Linked DNA regions of Gadus morhua: region 1 is linked to region 2. The links are chromatin contacts, called in public Hi-C maps. All regions are on one chromosome and are shown on one strand. Each heading gives the region's core, a stretch centred on a gene start, on an enhancer-like site or on the middle of the called end of the contact. The rest is flanking DNA. Distances are from core to core; before and after follow the strand shown.

Region 1 (2,700 bases), core at 61-2,560, 240 kb before region 2:
AAAATATACATAAGTTCCGGGACTGAATGATATTAATATACTAACTGTTGTCCCGACTACTTGTGCACAAGGAACCACATGATTTCACTGTATAGTTTCGGGGAAAATGTCCTTTGAAAACCTCACGTGCATGCTTGGTCCTTTGAAAACCCTTTTTTGTAGTGGACGTTTTCACGCCGATAGCGTTTGCAGCGATCCACACAAACACACAACCGTAGGTGAAGGCTTTTATTTTGAGAACGTTGCGAGATACCGCACAAAGGCTGTTTAGAGTAGAGGCGCACGAAGATTTTGTGTGACGGCTGGCTTAACCGCGGATGGACGAATGGCGGCTCACTTGACCGCAGTAGTGTAGACGGCCAGACAGAAGCAGCTGATGATATAATTGAGCCAGCGGTGCCTCACAGGTAGTTTAACGCTGAAAATAGTTCAGAATCATATGTGTTTAAAGACAAACTACAATCTTACTGTATTGTTAGTGGCACTGTCTATTCAGAGCACATTGGAAACCTTAGGCAAGTGATTAATAGTGTATTCCCCTCCCATGAACAGGTGCTCGGCTACTGCCACTCAGCAAGTGGACGAATGCCGCTAACGGAAAGCAGAAGCTAACCCAGCTCACTTCTGGACCCCCATGATACATTTGGAGCAACAGCTATCTCTGGGTATCCCTTTAAGTTATTTATCAGAACATCTTTAAGAATACTTAAGATGGGGACAAAATAGGCCATTTCAAAAGGAGTGAGATATGTGTGTAAACGACACCTATGGCCTATCCATAGACATATTTTATGGATCAATGATGCTGATAGCCACTAAGAGGCAGTAGAGAGCTTAGAATAAAATTGAAATATTTTGATGCCTTGTAGTCTGGTTTCAATTAAAAAACTAAATGAATCCCTTGTTAATTTAACCGTAGTAATTATTAAATTACGGTCAATTATTAATTCAAATTAAAGGGATATACGGGGAAAACCACAACACCGCAGAATGACTGAATAGTCTTCCGTTCAGCGCTGCTGCTAATATTGTTAAAAAGTCATGAAAGCCACTGGAAAATTCAATTAAATCGAATTAAATTAAATGAATAAAAAGAGAGGTCCGGTTGGAGGCCCACGTCGCGGCTAGAATGTTCAAAGACAGCTGAAACTTGTACGATGCGAAGAGGTCTCTGGACTCCTGGATCCTCTCTTCAGCACCAACACACTCATCATCACACACACCGTCAGCACCAACACACACACACATCCTTTCCTCCCCTCTCAGCACCGACACACACACTCATCACACATCCTCTCCTTCCCTCTCAGCACCAACACACTCATCACACATCCTCTTCTACCCTCTCAGCATCGACACACACTCACCACCACACATCCACTCCTACCCTCTCATTCAGCACCAACACACACTCATCACACACACACCTCTACTTTCCCCATCAGAACCATTGGAGGAGGAGGAGGCGGCTTCAGTAAGTAGGCTCTTCTGAGCTCACTTCCGCTCGCTCAGAGCGTCTCAGTCGATCCGCCCGTCGCTGCTCCCGTTCTTCCATTTGCAGCGCGTCGCTCCACGGAGAGGATCCGCTCCCAGCCCTCGGGACCCGCATGCGAAGCGCACACCGCCCGCCGGATAAGCACTGTCTAGTAACGCAACTGGACTACTTTTTTCTGTTTACATTCGTTGTTGTTTTTAAGATTTTGTTTTTGCACGAAACATCGGGACAGAAACTGATTCTAACTACAAAATGGAGAACGACGGCAAATATCTCCCGGAGCTGCTGGCCGAGAAGGACAGCCTGGACGCGTCCTTTACGCACGCCATGAAACTTTTAACCGCAGGTAAAGTGGTCCGATTTGAGGACATAGCCTATGGTCCATAAGGTTCATATGGTCCATAAGGGGATGTGTGTTCAGGTAACGGCGGTGGTGTAACGTAGTGCGGTGTGCGGGTTGTTGTGCATTCGGGGACTGGAAGAGGACTGCCCCGTCTACCGCTCACAATCAGCCCTTTGACAAGCAGAGCCATGTGTGTGGATGCCCTGCACACGGAGCGACACGTCCGAATAGGTGCAATACAGGCTTAAGGAGCAGTGTCCAAGTACTGCAATACAGGCTTAAGGAGCAGCATCTTACTGCAATACAGGGCTAAAGAGCAGTTGTTATATTGTGTAGAATTGCCTTGCTGAACGGAGGATCTTTTCTCCTACAGACATTTTTCTTCTTACAAAGCGCCGTCGGCTTGCACCCATGGCGATGCAAGGAGGACAGTCAAGGGGGTGACAGACCCCTGGACAGGCGCGAGTCACGGCCGTCTCACTGCAGGGCGTCACTGTAGTAAAGTACCATGTGCCGTGTTAGTGCAACCCCCCGCTGCTCTGCAGCCGTCACTAGTAAAGTCCCATGTGCCGTGTAAGTGCGAGCCCCCGCTGCTCTACAGCCGTCACTAGTAAAGTACCATGTGCCGCGTTAATGCGAGCCTCCCGCCGCTCTGCAACCGCCCATGACAGGAGGCGTCCTGACTGGCGTCCACCCTGGGGCCGCACCAGTGCTGGTGCGCCGTGCAGTATTCACACCTGATCAGTGTATATATATCGGCCCCCGGTAACCCCCCACCATCCAGGTCCTCTGGTCCGGTACCCCCCCCCCCCCCACCACCACCAGCACCACCCGGGTCCTCTGGTCCGGTAACCCCCGACCT
Region 2 (2,700 bases), core at 36-2,535:
CCATTTGAAGCGGCGGCTGGTCTCGCTCCTGGTCCTGTGTCACTTAACACGAGTGGGGGAGCTCCGTCCCAGCATGCCGTGTCTCAGTGCCGGCCCTCCCGCCAGTAGTCGCCGTGCCCCCAGAGAGAGGCAAGGCCTCATGAGGCTCTGACCAAAGCCAGTGGATCCACTTTAAACAGACAGGATTGATGGTCAATATTAGTTTCTTGTTTGCTGAGAAATTGTAATCAATATTCTTTATTTTTTTTGTGGTTTGTGCTGGAGTTGGCTTGATCTGCAAAAAGAAAATCCATTGTGGAATATGAGAGCACCTGATTGTGGAGAGCGCTCTATCACTGTGTTCATCAGTACAACATTGCCCCCTAAAGCTTCTCCTCAGTGCCTCACACCAGGTCCCTGAAGACACCGCGAACTGGAAACAGCACAGGTATTCACCACTACTCGGCCAGAGTCATTCTGTCCTGCCACCTCACCCCAATTGTCCTCCCACGTCCAGTCTGCAGATGTTCAGAGTAGACGTCCTCCATGAGGTGCAGATCCAGACGTGCAGAGGCCTGTGAGGGAGGAACTACAACACAGAAAGATCTGGAAGAAGCATGTTGCACGTTCGTTCGAGAGACATGGGTTCAAATCCCAACCCAGACTATAAGTGAGGCTAATAGGAAGAAATAAATAAACATAGTTGTTAGTGAGTGAGATCTGTGACAGTGAAGGGTAAAGGGCGTGTACATCATGTGTCACATTGCAATGACGCCTACATTTCAGAAGTATAGCGTAGGAATAGTATTGTATTTGGTAGTAATGGTATTTCGGTCATAATAATTCATTGTGAAATAATTTGTCATTATGGGGTCACATTGTGATATTAGACACTGCCACAGCGTTGCTCATGTGAGACAAAGTTTTGATAGGCCTAGGTTACGGTATATTTAGGGTTGATTAGGATTTTACATTCGACAAATCATTCAAGGCATCAGAAAATGGCGGAGTATCGACAGCCAAGAAATGTATGCATTCTGAAGAACAAGCCGTATAACTATCTATAAATATCATCCAGACATCTGCAAAGAGTCACAACAGTGACTTGGAGGTGGGAGTTCGTTTTTTATTTATATGTTCTCTACTATCTCTTTAATAATTCAAACACAGGAATTGAATTCAGTTTTTTGATTGAATGCACAATGACACAATTATAAAATATAAAAGAACACCATGGGTCTAACTTAATTCTGAGCAGACTTTATCAGGGGGCTGCAGTGAGTGGGTTCGCTGCGCCCCCTGGCGGCTGAAGATTACCTGCTTGACGGCTGCTGTCCTCCAGTGTGTTGACGCGACGGATTGCTTTTAGGAGCAACCTCTGGAAAGCTTCAGGAGGAAGGATTTCTACGATTTATTACTGCGCGACGTGAGGAAAACGTTTGATTAAAGACAAAATGGGTAAGGTAGTAAGACATAGGAATGAATGTGTGTAGTAAATGTAGTCCTTAGTTCTCTGATGGCAGAGTCCACTAGCAGCTAGCTAGCGGCGCCCTGTAGCAAGAGTTAAAGCGTGTAGCGGGCTCATGTCAACACAGTCATGCACATGCATTGATTCCAAATGACACGTTTATTGCTTATTGTATGAAAGACAACCTCGGATGGAACTACCTCAGTGGATATGGGTCGACGGAAGCGGGGATTACGGTTAAAGTAGTAACGCACCCCGCTAGCGGCTAAAGCTAGTCTGCTAGCCTGCTAACGGCTAATGCGGCTGTCAGCCTCTATTTTTAAAACTGTCCAACAACTAAATTACATGACGTCAGCTAAAACCTTTTCGGCTGTTCGGTCATAACGTTTGACACCGAAAGGACGAGTCAAGGGAAACGGTGTTAGCCAGTCAGCTAACAGACGTATTACAATATTTAAATCCTGCATTACAATCGAGCTTGGGCTTTTGTTGACATGTGACCCAGATGAGGATAAACCCGTCCACCTGGACTACAGGTATATGTGGATAGACCAGTCCACCTGGACTACAGGTCTGGTCTCTGAGGATAGGCCAGTCCTTCTGAACCACAGGTCTGACCCCCTGGTCTCTGAGGATAGACGACTCCACCTAAACCACAGTTCCCGAACGCCTGATCGGACTCTCTCTTACATCGCTGCCCTTATCACATTTGAAACCAATTCTCAGGGTTCAGTGCCTCACAGACTTGATAAAACACGTCACTTACTACATTGGAGTAGTAAGTCGACCTCATGTTTTTTTCCTTATTCGACAGGTGTCCATGCGGCACTATCACCTTGACAAAAGTTCATAACTGAGTCATATTAAGCAGGCTACGACACTATGGCATGTTGCACTTCCATACAGCATCAGGTAGCTGTAAAGTCTGTTCCTGACCACGGCCTACTGCTGAGCAGAATCATTTTATGGAATCATTACAATGTTCTTAATATAAACAATCCCAACGTTATCATTGCTCTTTTACTATCTTCTTCATACCAAGTTATCCTGCCGAGAGGTCTTGAGTGTGATAGTGTAAGCTCAGCCATGTGTGGCCATGAAATACAATGTTAGTTGCCTCATTTAATGCCGGGAATGGATATTGTGTGAGATTTTCTATGCAGTCAATAATCTCTGCTGTTAATCGGTTTTGTAGAGTGGCAGGAATACCCTGATGTCAGCCAAAAGCAGGTCAATCTCTGGCCAGAGATTTT

Evidence for each region. A called contact is a pair of places that touch in the nucleus more often than the background predicts.
Region 1: a Hi-C map of heart shows a contact between it and region 2, with 4 times the contacts expected there. The contact joins the promoter of khdrbs1b here to the promoter of kpna6 in region 2. A contact is called at or near these places in 4 of 6 Hi-C or Micro-C datasets (blood, gill, gonad and 1 more).

Annotation. Positions count from the first base shown.
Region 1 is chr22:19,659,998-19,662,697 of gadMor3.0, reverse strand. It overlaps khdrbs1b (KH domain containing, RNA binding, signal transduction associated 1b), which reads left to right and starts at 1,310. Exons shown (of 11, transcript XR_003974607.1): 1 at 1,310-1,841.
Region 2 is chr22:19,423,114-19,425,813 of gadMor3.0, reverse strand. It overlaps kpna6 (karyopherin alpha 6 (importin alpha 7)), which reads left to right and starts at 1,285. Exons shown (of 14, transcript XM_030346443.1): 1 at 1,285-1,437. The coding sequence starts at 1,434.